5 separate regions of the Mus musculus genome follow, and all the other regions are linked to region 1. The links are chromatin contacts, called in public Hi-C and HiChIP or PLAC-seq maps. All regions are on one chromosome and are shown on one strand. The core of a region is the stretch at or near the end of the contact, and the rest is flanking DNA. Distances in the headings are between cores, read along the strand shown. Region 1 holds the start of Sall1 (spalt like transcription factor 1). Region 2 has its middle 89 kb from the start of Gm24212. Region 3 has its middle 27 kb from the start of Gm26331. Region 4 has its middle 16 kb from the start of Gm24212. Region 5 has its middle 7.8 kb from the start of Gm24212.

The links. A called contact is a pair of places that touch in the nucleus more often than the background predicts. HiChIP or PLAC-seq counts read pairs in DNA pulled down with a chosen protein or histone mark.
Region 2: an H3K4me3 HiChIP or PLAC-seq map of embryonic limb bud shows a contact between it and region 1, with 5 times the contacts expected there. The contact joins the enhancer-like site here to the promoter of Sall1 in region 1. A contact is called at or near these places in 7 of 39 promoter capture datasets (the 3T3-L1 cell line, the HPC-7 cell line, cranial neural crest and 3 more), 1 of 484 Hi-C or Micro-C datasets (uterus) and 10 of 115 datasets of contacts at active chromatin or transcription factors (craniofacial prominence, embryonic basal ganglia, embryonic forebrain and 7 more).
Region 3: a contact with region 1 is called in an H3K27ac HiChIP or PLAC-seq map of extraembryonic endoderm stem cells, with 5 times the contacts expected there. The contact joins the enhancer-like site here to the promoter of Sall1 in region 1. A contact is called at or near these places in 9 of 39 promoter capture datasets (the 3T3-L1 cell line, the HPC-7 cell line, cranial neural crest and 6 more), 2 of 484 Hi-C or Micro-C datasets (both in nephron progenitors) and 12 of 115 datasets of contacts at active chromatin or transcription factors (craniofacial prominence, embryonic basal ganglia, embryonic forebrain and 8 more).
Region 4: an H3K4me3 HiChIP or PLAC-seq map of embryonic limb bud shows a contact between it and region 1, with 6 times the contacts expected there. The contact joins the enhancer-like site here to the promoter of Sall1 in region 1. A contact is called at or near these places in 6 of 39 promoter capture datasets (the 3T3-L1 cell line, cranial neural crest, frontonasal cranial neural crest and 2 more), 1 of 484 Hi-C or Micro-C datasets (uterus) and 6 of 115 datasets of contacts at active chromatin or transcription factors (VIP interneurons, craniofacial prominence, embryonic hindbrain and 3 more).
Region 5: a contact with region 1 is called in a Hi-C map of nephron progenitors, with 4 times the contacts expected there. The contact joins the enhancer-like site here to the promoter of Sall1 in region 1. A contact is called at or near these places in 2 of 39 promoter capture datasets (the 3T3-L1 cell line and hippocampal neurons), 3 of 484 Hi-C or Micro-C datasets (nephron progenitors and uterus) and 11 of 115 datasets of contacts at active chromatin or transcription factors (astrocytes, differentiating embryonic stem cells, embryonic basal ganglia and 8 more).

Annotation. Positions count from the first base shown.
Region 1 is chr8:89,041,593-89,044,420 of GRCm38.p6, reverse strand. Sall1 (spalt like transcription factor 1) reads left to right here and starts at 1,559. Exons shown (of 3, transcript NM_001371070.1): 1 at 1,559-2,069. The coding sequence starts at 1,994. Gm3134 (predicted gene 3134) reads right to left here. Exons shown (of 3, transcript NR_166639.1): 1 at 2,625-2,828.
Region 2 is chr8:89,755,273-89,757,972 of GRCm38.p6, reverse strand. No RefSeq gene overlaps it. Among named protein-coding and RNA genes, the nearest start is that of Gm24212, 89 kb to the right of the region's middle. Within about 2 kb of position 1,407, at least 3 of the 459 cell types and tissues checked have an H3K27ac peak or open chromatin away from gene starts, as enhancers often do. A contact at or near this core is called in embryonic limb bud, where this site is marked.
Region 3 is chr8:89,615,394-89,618,093 of GRCm38.p6, reverse strand. No RefSeq gene overlaps it. Among named protein-coding and RNA genes, the nearest start is that of Gm26331, 27 kb to the right of the region's middle. Within about 2 kb of position 1,388, at least 2 of the 459 cell types and tissues checked have an H3K27ac peak or open chromatin away from gene starts, as enhancers often do. A contact at or near this core is called in extraembryonic endoderm stem cells, where this site is marked.
Region 4 is chr8:89,681,865-89,684,564 of GRCm38.p6, reverse strand. No RefSeq gene overlaps it. Among named protein-coding and RNA genes, the nearest start is that of Gm24212, 16 kb to the right of the region's middle. Within about 2 kb of position 1,439, at least 2 of the 459 cell types and tissues checked have an H3K27ac peak or open chromatin away from gene starts, as enhancers often do. A contact at or near this core is called in embryonic limb bud, where this site is marked.
Region 5 is chr8:89,658,136-89,660,895 of GRCm38.p6, reverse strand. No RefSeq gene overlaps it. Among named protein-coding and RNA genes, the nearest start is that of Gm24212, 7.8 kb to the left of the region's middle. Within about 2 kb of position 1,480, at least 15 of the 459 cell types and tissues checked have an H3K27ac peak or open chromatin away from gene starts, as enhancers often do. A contact at or near this core is called in nephron progenitors, where this site is marked.

The DNA of each region.
Region 1 (2,828 bases), core at 310-2,809:
GGCTAAAAGCCATTTAAGAGAGTGCGACATGGGTCCTGAGTTCCAAGGCTCTGCTGTGAAGGCTAGTGCCCACTTCGCGCGAGCCGACTGTGTCACGATCCAGACTCAAAGGCGCTCCAGAATTGGGGCGTCCTTATGAGCCCTCTCCTCTCCTGATCGCGAGATAGGGCAAGGATTGTGTATCTGCACCCCTCCCCCGCCTCCACCCCCATTACTCAGCCGAAGTTTAGTTAGTTTAGTCCTTCGGGTGCAGGACTTCGGGAACCTCGGCGAGCGGAAACCCCGAGGCAGGAGGAGGTCTAAACTAAGCCGAGGACCAAGCCTCAGGTTCGCAGGCGCCCAAACCCGGAAGAGGGAGTACAGGGCCCGGATCCCTGGGTCCCGTGAGCGGGTAAGAGAGGCTGGCTCCCAGCTCTGGGAGAGAAACAGAGAGAGATGGAGAGAAAAGTTTGGGCGCCGCACGTAGCAAGTGTCGGAAAAGTGAAGGCGAGTCACGGCGTAGCTAGCAGGGCAACGAACAGGACCCCCCCTCCATGCTCACTCACTCCGGGTAGCCACCTCGTCTGCGACGAGGTGGCGGCCTCCACCCCTAGGACACGGAGCACTAGGGTCCAGGGTAGAGGCGGTGCCTAGGGTCTGGCTCCAGCAGCACCACCCAGGCCAGGGGAGCGCTGCTTAGCACAGAATTAGCTGCGCCCCTCCCCTCCCTCCCGCAGAAGCTGAACTCGGAGCTCAGGCAGGTCCTTGCTCTCCACCCGCCCGGAGCTTGGCGGCGCCACGGTGGCCGCCGCCTCCCCGCGGAGTGACGCGCCCTGCAGCCAACCGGGGCGGCCGGGGGGAGGTTCGGGAGGGGGTCCTGGGCGGAGCCGAGCCGCCCCCTTATCCCACGGGCTCGGGGCGCTTCTCCCGAAAACTTCAGCCCTAATTGTCCCGGGAATGTCCAAGGTAGAGAAAGGGAGCTAAGGAGCCAGCAAGAGGCTGGAGGGTCGCCGCTCCCAGGCAGGGAGAGGATGGGGTGGCGAGAAAACTGCCCCTCCCCCCAAGCCCCAAACCCATCACGTCCCCAAACCTTTCCTGGGTCCTCTTCTCCGCACCCCCGCGAGCCCGGGATCCTGAGAGTGGAGAACTCTGGGCGAAGGATCTCCGAGCCAGGCGGCGGGCAGGCGGGAGGGAGGCCCGGCAGCGAGCGGGAGGCGGACTGGCGTGGGGCTGGCTCTTCCCCACTCGCTTTTTTTTTTTTATGAGAGTGGGGGTGGGCTGCTTTCTGGTAGCTCTTAAAGAAAATGAAGGAACACTCACGAAATGGGGCGCCCTCTCCTACCCCGTCCCGCCACGGGACTCCCTCCCCCTCGCGGGCCAGTACGCAGCGCGGGAGTTAGGAAGTTCGCCGCTCGCCCGCAGCCTGGGTCCCCAGCCCCCGCCGCCAGCCCCACCCCCACGCGGCCCTGCTCCGCTAGGCTCCCGGGCGAGCATGCTAATTCGGGTCGGCCCAGCCCGGGATGGAGGGCGGGGGAGGGGGGAGGGGAACGAGCGGGGGGCGCCGGCCGGGGCGCTGGGCGCGCAGTGGCGAGGAGGCAGGCCCCCGGCGGCCGGGCCGCGGAGTCCCCGGCGGTCGCCAAGAGGGTTAACCAAGAGTCGGGCGGCGCGGCGCGCAGAGCCAGCCCCGCGGCCGGCTTATTGGGCCAGCGCGCGGAGAGACAGGGGTCTGCAGCAAATCACGAACTAATTGATTAAGGCGAGCGGGTTTGAATAGCGCTGGCCCGGTGCCAATCGCCTTTCAAAGAGCCCCTCTATGATTAATCGCAATGCATTATTGATAATCATAATTATAGCAGGACACATGCGCGCTGTGCCCGGGGCCGGGGAGCCGGGGAGGGGGCGGGCGGGCCGGCGGGCGGGGGGAGCCGCCGCCGCCGCCGCTCGATTTCCGTAATTTTGAGAAGATTTTTTTTTAGTAATTTTTTATTCTGCCCCAGCTGATGTTTGAGCCAGCATGTCGCGGAGGAAGCAAGCGAAGCCTCAACATTTCCAATCCGACCCCGAAGTGGCCTCGCTCCCCCGGCGAGATGGTGAGTGCTCCGGCCGGCGCCGCGGACACACAGACACGCACTCACACGCACACTCGGACCCACGCACACGCGGCGGGCCCCGCGCCCACCGCCGCTTTCGCCTTCTGCACTCGGCGCGTCTGATTTTATTTCATGCTTCCTCGATTTCAATTTGCCGGGCCAGGCTTCCCCTGTCCCGGGAGAGCCAGCCTATCCCGGCTGGAGCTTTCCGGAGTTCCGTGTCCTCGACTGGGCGGAGTAGGGTCGACTGGCCGGCTCGCTCCTCCGCCCAGAGGGTCGGAGAAGCCGCGGCCACGACCCTGCCGCCCCGAGGGGCGATCTCTCGGGCAGAGGCCATCTGGAGCTGCCCACGCGAGCTCTCTCCCGCTCCCCGCGCGCCACCCGGGTCCCCGGGCTGGGCCTCTGTCGCCTGGGCCTCACCGCCCAGCCCTGCGGCCAACGTTAAAGAAGTTTACTTCGTCCGGGTGGCTGAACGCCGAGCGCGTGGGGAGCTCTCCGTACCCACCCCCCCCCCAAACTCTCGTTCCCACTTGGCTAGCGGGCGAAACATGGTACCTTTGGGGGTTCCGAGCCGTGAGAACTGGGGGTTGGGGTGGAGGAGCGACATCCTGGGGTCGCGGCCGAGTGCTGCCGGTCGCTCTGGAGACTGACTTAGGGACAGGGAAGTGTCGCTTGGTCCGGCTTCCCAAGTTTGTTCTCCTGTCGTTTCTTTCCACACTTGCACCCATAACCCGTCAAAGTCGGGCTTGGATGTGTGCA
Region 2 (2,700 bases), core at 158-2,657, 710 kb before region 1:
ACTTGCTTAAGTTTGGAGAACAGCTTCATTTTTTTCCCCTCTGGGTTGAATCACTCCCAAGCACACCCCACTTAACCAGCGTGCTTAAGTGCCTACGTGATGTATCTACCTGTGCAACCCAGAATGAAATACTTACTTAAGTTGCACCTCGGAGTCCCCAACTGCAATATGCCAGTGTCATTACATCACACAGTCTCAGGTTGGAGACTGTCCTGGAATCCTATCCCCTGCTGCACTTCTGTATCAAGTCCCCCGTGTGTTCATGGCGTTCCTCAACTGAGCCAGGCACTGGGAATGCTCAAGACCCAAAAGCTATCAGTTGCAAGTGAGATCGCTGTCCGTCCTGCTTTGCCTCACAATTTAGGGAATAAAACAAAACAAAACAAAACAAAGCAAAACAAAACCAAACCAAACCATTGGTTATGAGAAATCATACTTTACCTATACAATGAATGGCTTCTAGTTCCTAAATCTAATGTAGATCCTGGCAAATAATTACCATAACAATTAGAAGAAAAATAGTGCTACATTTAATGATCATGTACTAATCAAAAGCAACATATTGAACAATTCATCTGTGATACTTAATCCTTGTAAAGATTCTCAGTAAATGCTTGTATTCCACCACCCCCCCCAATATACAAAATAAGAAAGATGAACTTAAAAGAGGCTAAGTAACTTGCCTCGGGTCTCATAATTAGTAGCAGTAAAGACAGAATTTGTAATTAAGAACCATCTAACTGTAGACCCTCAGCTTAGCGGAGAGTATAATTAGTGCATCAGTAAATAGCAAAAGAGAAGAATGGGAAGACAGGAAGAAGGAAGGGGCAAAGAGAAGAGAGGAAGTTAAGAAGGACAGCCCTTCAAGTCTCAACTTGCGGTTACATCTTCCTTAGAAACTAAGTCTTAAACTTGACCACACACTGGACTCATTTGACTAACCTACAAACCTGCACTGATGCCTGGGTCCCTCCCCCACAGCGCCAGTTTAATTGTTCTGCTCAAAGGCTGGCATCGTGGGTGTAAAAGCTCTTGGAGAATTCCAGCATGCAGCCCAGGTTAAACCCCGACCTTAGCAGGAGCACTCCCTTGCCCTCCAAGGTGGCCAAGAACAGTTTTCATTAATACACATGAGCATTTCCTGTGGCCTCCAGCAGCTCCTGCTGCAGGTGTGTGCTGGACTCTGCACAGGGTAAGAGCATCTGCGGAGACCAAGTGGTCCAGCCACAACCGAGAGGTGAGCAGCGTTCAGGAAGTGGATTTTATTACAGTCCAAATGACAAAACCTTCTGTGCCAGCGAGCACACGGACAGTGATCCCACTGGAGCACGGGAACCAGTGCAGTCCCTCTGCTGAGTGTCCTCCTCACTCTAGTGACAGGATGCCTTGAGTCTGGGATTCCCTGGTGATGATTTTCCCAGCTTGTCCCAACCTGAACTCTGATCTGATTGAAGGCCTTGTTCAGCTGTGCTGAGCTCCTTTTTGTGGGCAGGGTCTGGGAGAGCCTTATTGAGTTGAGTAAATCTTAGCTAGAACTTGGCTCCAGGAGGGACCAAAAGACACCCACCTCTTGGTTTGATGTCCAAACCACCTTGGGAGTTACTGAGATGATATGAGCTGCCAAAGGATATAGTATTTTTTTTCTTTTACTCAGGAAGGAAAGGAGCCTTTTAATGTGAGGCTGGAATATTCCATAGGTTCATTGCCAAGCCTGGAGCTGGAGGCTGGCAGGGCTGCACAATTGCCCAGCTTCACACTCCACAGAGAACCAGGCAAGCGTCTGTTCTCTGTCCCCTGGCTGCCACAAAACTCATCAGCACGTGGGAGAGCTGCCCTCTGCAGAAAGAAACAAAAAATAATCAAACAAAACAGCCATTTGCCATGCTTGGCCCAGCCATCAACTCAAAATGTTCTTGAAGCTTGTAATAACAGCTGTTGTTTACTGCCTAGTTCTTGTGTCCCAGATCATGTGCTAAGTACTTGACGTTATTAACTCATATAATCCTCACTTACTCTCCAGTCAGTAGATAGTAGTATGCCCATTTTATTAAATAAAAAAAGTAATCAAGGCACAAAAAGGTAAAATAAATTTCGCCAGGTAAGAGAATTTGCGAATAGCTTCAGTAGGTCTGGTGTGAGCCCAGGTTGATTCTAAGACTCATTATGTGTTAAAAAAGACTTTGCTACATTGTCTTAATCAGGATAGACAATGTTTAAGATCTCTTTGAATGTCTGGAGCCTTCCACTTAGGTACCCAGCAGGTGCACAATAGTTTGCTGAATGAATGAATGAATAAATGAATGAATGAAAAAAAGCTATTCTATTATTCTAAAGTTGGCTCTTCATTGGTCAAATAGAGGTCATAAGGCCAAGGAAAACAACTCTGGGTGCCACAAAATTTTGAAAATCACACAAACAAAACTTCTTATATTAATCACGGCACTCAGAAAATTATGTCCAAAGGACAAGATTTCCTGATACAGCTGTTTAATTTTTTTCTAATCATTCACTTTCATTGGCCAACCACCCCCACACCCATGCAAATAACAATTTGTAGACATTTGATAACAACAGTCTAGAAAGTATTCCATTCGATAGAGAGGTGAAGGGAAATATATTTAAACATCCTTTCTACCCTTGAAATTTTGTGTTCAGGCAGACTAGAATTTGAAAATGAAGAAGCAACCTTAGACTGTCTTT
Region 3 (2,700 bases), core at 139-2,638, 570 kb before region 1:
GTTAAGATGTAAGAGTAATTAATTAACTAGTTAATTAATTAATTTAAAAAAAAGAGGATTCACCCCCACTTCCCTGAGTTATATTGTGTTATTCTTTGAGGAGTTCTGAGTTTGCCAAGATCTGATGCTTGGTACCAAAATGCCTGAGTCTGGGGTTCTTTGTCCAAGCAAAACTTTTATCCTGGAGTTTCCTCTGTGCCCATGCTAACTAATAGTTCTGAGCAAACAAACAGCAATCCTTCATCCTAAGAACTGCTGAAGACAACACAGATTCCTAAGCAATCAGCCACTCACCCTGTGGAACATGAGGCTTTGACTTCATCTCAGAGCAAGCAACTGCCATTACCTAAGAGTTAAAGAGGTACTGATGGCACTCACAGACTGTCCCTGCCGGGGGGAGGTTGCCAAAAGTCACTCATGATAAGGAAGTCCATTTCCCTTGTTCTGAAGCACATTCCAGGCAGGTTTATCACATCAATTACATTCTTTATTTCCTTTGTGTTTCTTCTTACAGTTGTATCTGATGCATGTGCAGACACACAGGCAAAGTCTTATCTAGGGCTTGGAGAAATAGCTCAGTGCTTAAGAACACTGGAACTCTTCCATAGGACCTGGATTCACCTTCCAGTACCCACGTGGTGGCTCACACCACCTGGAACTCCAGTCCCAGGGGTTCTGATGCCCACCATTGCCCTCCGAGGGCACTGCGTGCACATGGTGCACAGACATGCAGGCAGGCAAAACACCCGAATACATATAAATGAACTCTGCGATAGAATGCTTGCTTAGCAAGCATCAGGTTGTAGGTTCAATTCCCAACACTAGATTTTAAAAAAAAGTGAGAGGCTGACCTAGGAGTCTGCAGAGGGGCAGGCTTCAAAGATTCACCTGGGTATTCCTTCTCTCAGGTAAGGGAAGTCAGGAGGCATGTTAACCTGTGGATTATGTAGCTGCATTATTTGAAAAAGGAAAGGAAGAGGTGGGTGAGCGCACAGCTGTGGAGGCATGACCACTGCTTAAGAGTTTCAAAAAATACAGGTAAAGTCACTGTAGAGATGTTTAATGACCTAACTAATATCCTCCAGAGGTAGGCTGTTGATCAGCCAAGATCAGTCCACACCTTCCTTAGCCCCATGAAGTTTCCCAAATCGACCCCAAATTCTACCACATTCATTGTGGATATAACTTTGGAGAGTTTCCAGTCCTCGGCCACCAACAAGGACATTAGACTCTTTTTGTTGTTATCACAAATTCCTGAGGCAGACTGATTTAGTAGAGAAAGAGATGCCTTGTCATAGTTTTGGAGGCTGGAGGTGAAATCAGCACAGTGTGGTCTGAGCTGGGCCTCCTCCATACAGATAGGATGAGCCATTGTGCAGCTGCATTCTTCACTGTGGGTTGGAATGATGGAAACACACATGGGAGCAAGCAATCCCATAGACCTAGGGGCAGAGGAGAGCCTGCGGGAGCAGCTTAGGCTTACGTAACATCAGCAGAGACTCCAGTGAGTAATACCTTAATGCTATTTGAAGCAATATCTCCACTTCCCCTCAAAGAACCTAAGATCTGTTCCTATCATTATCTCCTAAGGGTTCCACACCACCTTTAAATACTGCCATCTTTAGGATGTAGCTCCTAATACATGAGCCTGTAGGGTAGGAGGAGGGTGACTAATAATATGTAACCACAGCCATGGTGTTGTGACTGTTCCCTGGTTCAGGCTTCTAGTGGGAGCAGTTCTCTGGCCCCGTGGAACTAACTGATGGTAGGGAGTCTCCATCTGTTCCCCCCATCATCTCTGATATCCTAGCTCCAGCGATGGGAATTGCTTGTGGGGTATGCTGAGGAGCTGTATAATCAAAAATCAATGATCCAGACGGAGGTCTGTTGTTCTACAGCTCAGCTGGTGTAATATTACAATGCCAATCCTAATGGAGTTACATAGAATCCATCAAAATACCAGGATGCAGGGGTCAATGAGAACGGCAATGCCTCACTTCCCGGCAATTACCACTTATTACTGGGGCAGAGCCTTCCCTCCACTATCCAACTTACTTCAATAAATAATACTGGGCAACCCTGCAGGGCAGTGAGGGGAGCATTGTTCCGCTGTTGCGGCTCCATAGTCAGATCAATATCTCGTTCTTTTGAGACACAGGTGAGAACCCCTGAATCTGGCTGCAAACAAAGCCCCTCTGCTTATACTTTCAGAATTATGATGTATTGTTGCCCCTTTCTGTCTTCGGTGTCAACAGGGGTGTCAGGGAGGGGGGGCTCTGTCTCCTAACCTTTTCAGATATTTACACATTTTCCCTAAAGAGGGGAAAATAAAATGTGTCCTGAAACTTCTTATGTTCCTGCTTCATTGGCTTTTATTCACTCTACTTGTTTCTCTGGGTTCACTGTAGAGCTTTTCCCACCATTTGTATTAAAGGGAAAATCTAAGTAACTGCGGTCTCCTAATTGTAAGAGTTGGCTGTAGAAAGAGGTGATGTGGTCTAGTGATTTGCTGGGAGAAGTCTGGGAGGCTTAATGAATAATGACTCTCCATCAAGCTGAACCTTTTAGGGGCTTAGAAACCAGCATAGACTGAAGTTCTGTCCTTTTCTTTCTCCTCATTGAGACATTCATGCGCATGGAGGAGCTCTTGTAGTAAGTACCCATGCGCAGGCACAAACTGGAGATTCAGTATGCTTTTCC
Region 4 (2,700 bases), core at 190-2,689, 640 kb before region 1:
GAGCCTAGATTTAGCTGAACAGTGATCGATTTGAGAAGCTCAACCTTCTAAATCCACCTGGTGCCAGCTTCTTTGCTCCAAGGTAATGATCACCCTCACAACTCTGCAGTCCACCAAACCAGGTGCCATTTGCAGCTGGAAGTGAGAGGATTTATGTGGGCAGCCAGTCTCTGCTGAGGACTCACAAGGATCTAGCAATGTGTTGCTCACCATCTTATCTAGAACCTGATCACATCTAGAGTCAGGACTGGTTCTAGAATAACCCCAAATCTGTGTGTTCCTCCAGTGGCCCCCTATAGAGAACCATGATGGTTACTCAGGTAGTGGCAAGAGAAACACTTCTTTTTCAGGTTCCAGATTAAAGATTGTCAGAGTGGCTTCTAGGAGGGACAACAGACTCACTGCACATCATGTTTTCATTCTCAGAACACTGGGCAGGGCTTGCACTGAGACGGGAGCCCTAGGATCTAAGTCTCTGTTTATGACATATGTCATATTTCATGGACCACGTCTGGACCCCACTTACCCCTTAATCTCCTGGGAATGCACACATTGGTCTCTGACCCATGTGCTGTCCTGATGGCTTCAACACACAGGGCAGGCTCCGATTTCCTAACTTTTCTATTAAAATTAATATTTGGATTTTATAACTTTAAAATGGGAAGAATGATGGAGGCAGTGGTGGATGTTTATGTCTCTCAGTCACGAAAATCTTCCCCCGGTTCCCTCGCACTGGGCCACACACATGTAGTCACAATAAATAGCATTTACCATGTTTACAGTTCGCGGACTATGAGGAGGATTTCTGTTTTTATATTGATGGACTCAGCTGGGCTGAGGATACTATTGTTTACAATGAGCTACATTTTTTGTTGTTCTGATTTACCCTCAAATTAAATCTTTATTTCAGAAACTAACCCCAGGGAGTCTCCGAAAGGAGGGACGGTCATAAACAGCATTAGAAGAGGCCCGACGTGGCTGCTCCCTGGTAATTAGTCCAAATGTCTCAATCAGAGAGGGTTTCAGAGTTTTATGGCAGTAGTTTGGACGCAGGTTTATTTATAAAACGCTGCTTTGGCATTTTTGTGCAGCCTGGCCTTTGCCCTTTGGTTGGGAGGGAGTTGAGGAGCTGGCGACATGAGCAGTATGGGGAGGCAGACATACAGGTTTGCTGATTGTCACCAAGGTTCTTGTTGCCGTTTGTTCCCAAGTTACAATGTATCTAAATAAGAAATAGATGAAATTTGGGGCTTAATGCTGAGGGCAAGCAAAGAAGTTAAGGACTAAGTTTGAGACCCAGTGGGACATTCCAATCCAGGCAGGCAACAGACCTGTAAACCCCAGTAGGAGAGCCCAAGTCATTAAATAGCCCCAAAGTCACCATACAGTTTAGATCTGCCTAGGGCTTGCCTCCTACAGATCTGGCAAGAAACTGAGAGCCTGAGCTACAGTGACCTCCTCCAGAAAAGTGCCCTAGGGCCCTGTAAGCTGCTAGCACCTCCAACTGCCTCCAGAAGGCTGCCCTGTTGCAAGACCAAAAAGCCCAGAGCACCAGGGGCAACTTTGGCCACACCCCTTCCTGGTCTAGCATGCAGTCTGAGTGGGCTCATGGACTCTTGGTGACAGACTGTCCTGCCTGTTGCCCAGTTCTGTAATGGCAGTTAAGCCAGTGTTCTACAAGTATCATGATGAGTGTGGAGAACCAATCATCTGTCTGTCTATCTATCTATCTATCTATCTATCTATCTATCTATCTATCTATCTATCTATCTATCTATCTATCTATCTATCTATCATCTATCCATCCATACATCCATCTATCTATCTATTTTTGAGCCATCTGGACAGACAAAGGACAAAGGCCTATGGAAGAATGAGGTTCTTCAGAGCAAGATGAATAAATACTTTTTAGGATAAATCCAGGACACCTGCTTTCATGCTGTTCCAACAGGAGTCAGCTGGGCTGGCAGAAAAGGCACTGCTAGGCCAAGTCAGGGACCCAGGGAAAGCAGGCACAAGGAAAGAGTCCATCGTGTATGGTCCTTTCTCATCCACTCATCCACATTGCCACGTTATTTACTCTTAAGTTGATCCATCCCCTACGATACCATCAGTCAACGATAGATCAGCAGCTCTGATCTGGAATGGGCTGCATCTTCCATAGCTATTCAAGGGTGTTATTATGAAGGCAACCAGAGACTTTATGTCACCTAGTAAGCCTGGCTGTATTGATAAGAAAAACTTTATTTGCAAATCAAATAGTAGACAAGATATGGTCTGCAGTTGGAGCACCGCATACCACCATCTCCTCCACTCACTAATTTCACCTTCTCTTCACTTCTCTCCTTCCTTTCTCCATTCATTGCCTCTTGTCTGTTTACCCCCACCCCAGCTCTCCCTCCCCCTCCCTCTACCTCCCACCCTCTACCACTTCCTTTCTTGCTTTTGTCTTCACCTCTTCTATATTTGTCACTTAGTGCTTTACCATTAAAGGTTCAAAGGATGCAGTGATGACAGCAATTGTCAGGTCTACCCTTCTCAGACCCCAAACAGGAAGGATTCTCAAGTAAAATATCATTGTAAACGATTTCAGTTACCCAACATCCACTTCCATTAATTTATTTCTCAGTACTGGAATCCTGGCTCCATAGCATGGGGATGTTCAGGGGCTTCTTAAAATCCCTTCTGTTTACACCATGA
Region 5 (2,760 bases), core at 231-2,730, 620 kb before region 1:
AAAAGGAAAAAGGTGGTCATTTATAATCAGGTGTAGTGTCCTGTAAGATCCTCACAGAAACTTGCAATGTATGAATGGAGACTGACTGTCATAATATTGACACAGCAGGGAGAGGTTAAGACTGAGGTAGATAGATATGTTACGATGTGCGTGGGCTGAGTGTAGAGGTGGCTGGTTTGAGCTTCCCTCTAGGACGTTTACAGCAATGTTTAAAATTAGAGAGATGTCTTATAAAGCAGGTATGATCCTGGCTTTGTGCCTGGCATAGGAACCTAACTTAACAGTAGTAGTTGTTAGGCTTTGAAAAATGTCCCCATCACGAAGTCATTGGGGCTGAACTCAATTCTGTAACACACCAGCTCGTTTATTCTTTCATTCAGTAGGTGCCAACTTTAGGCAAGGCACCGAGAGGATACAGTTGGTACAGCAGAAATAAAGACAAAGTTTCCCCCCAAAGAGATGCTTAACCCAGGAAAGAACAGTCAGTGAGCAAGGCATCCTACTGATAGAGCAAGTTCAAAATTTCAAAGACTATAGCTGGAAAATGACAGAAAAGAGAGACACAGATGCCCACCACAGAGCGTACAGAAGAGGCAAGCTACTGCTGCAGTGATTGATGGTTTAGTTGACTCCTTAATGAGTAACTAGTCACCCACCTTCGAGGAGAGCTTGTGAAGCAGGGAGCAAGTTTGTCGGGCCAAGAGATAACAGAAGCGGAAATCCTGGCTGGAAGGAAGGGAAGGAAGGGGGCTAAGAAGGAGGGGAAGAGCAAGATCAAATAGGGAGTGTGGCTTTTATTAACTACAGTGAGACCACGTTGTTTCTACGCAGGAAGTGATGGAATCCAAGTTAAAGTCTTGAAAATCCCACTCTGACTTCCATGTGAGAGGTGGATCCTGCGGGGAGTGGAAAAGCACCACTGTAAGGTGTGGAGAGACGAAGCGACCTGCCGACCGACCAGGCAGGAGACGGCGGGGACTTGGACAGTGGGAATCACTGGTGACTTACAGACTCTATGGCTCTGTGTCTCAGAGCCTGAGGTTCTCAGCAGGGATACAGAGCCCGTCAGACTGCTTTGCTTTCTGAGGTTACCAGAGCAGAATGTTGGGAAGATTTGAGAGCTGTAAACTGACACCTAGCCTGGTACCCATCCCATAGCTGATCCAACCAATCTCAGCCTCCCTGGGTCTCCCTTCTGTGCAGGATGCATGCAGAAAGCAATCCAGGGGGGTGACGCCATGCTAAATGCTATACAGGATTAAAATGAGAGAAAACGCAGGAAAGGAAATTCTTAGATTCCTCCCAACATCTTACTGACTGCTCAGTGAAACAAACAGAAACAACAGCTATAATCCCATCTACATCATCAGAACATCGCTAGTAGCTGTGCCCACATTCCTTAAGCCCAGGGCTCCTTTAACCAATGAAGACAGATAGCTGACAAAATGCTCCCTTAAAAAAAAAAAAAAACTCCAAATGGTCTGTGAGTGGGAGAGACCCTTTATGTCTCTGGTAAACTTGAGCCCTACTGCAGGTGTCTGAGTTTATCACGGAGAGGAAATGACTTTTTTTACACCTCATTTAATCTGATGCTATTCGAGGTTTAAAATGTTTAGTGACGTGACCTTTTTAATGACTAACACATTGCAGGTGGTCCTGTTGTCGCCAGCAGTTAACGTTTGGCATCAGAGAGAGACAGACAAAGAGCATTCGAGGACCACTCCAAAGCAATTGCCTGGTTCAAAGGACAGCTGACTCTAAATAGACCCTAGTGAGGGACCTAGGATCAAAGCTGGGAATCCTTTCTTGGTAGGAGAACTGCACTGTGTCTGCTTCTTTCTCAGAGCTATAATGTGCGTAGTGCATCCTAGACTTAAGAAGCAGGCCTTGCAAACTGTGTGCCTGTATTCCAGATAAGTCTTATTCTCTGAACTACCAATGGGTTGCAGTTTCCAGGAGCCCAGGGGGGACTTGCTAGAGAGGACTTAGAATATCTAGATGCAATCCAGCATCCTAGAGGAGTTTAAAGAGCCTAGAGAGGAGCTAGAGAGATTGTTCATTGTTTAAGAGTGTGGACTGCTTTTCCAGAGGACCTGAGTCTGGGTTCCGGCACATGGCAGCTCATACCTGTCACTCCGATTCTAGGGAATTTGATGCCCTCTTCTGGCTTCTGAAAGAACCAGGCATATAGGTGGTGCACAAACATACTCACAAGCAAAGTATCTGTACACATAAAATAAAGTGAATTTAAATTAAGAATCTAGAGAGGAGGTGAAGAGCCTTGTAGACAACAGACCTCCCACACTGCCGGAGCTCTTGGCAATGGCTGCTTTGCACATTGCAGGTACCCATGCACAAGGGCACTTTCTTTTGGTTCTTTCTCAAATTAGGTGACCTGTAAAGATGAGTGACTTCCCCCATGACCTGGTCAAGGACTTCTGCCAGTGTCAGGTTTCCTTTGGGGACTTTCTCACTACCTCATGTTCTGAAATTCACCTTGAGGAAGATCGCAGTGGTTCGTGCATCAAAACCGAAGAAGACTGGAGGGTACCCCTGGCTTTCAGAGCAGACTGATAGCATCGAGTGTCAGCAAATACCATTTAGTCAACAGCCAGGAAAGGTGACGCAGAGCCACTGACTTCTGTAAGTCACCCGTGATTCCCACTGTCCAAGTCCCCGTCCTCTCCTGCCTGGTGTGCAGCTTCATCTCTCCACACCTTACAGCGGTGCTTTTCCACTCCCCTCGCAGGATCCACCTTC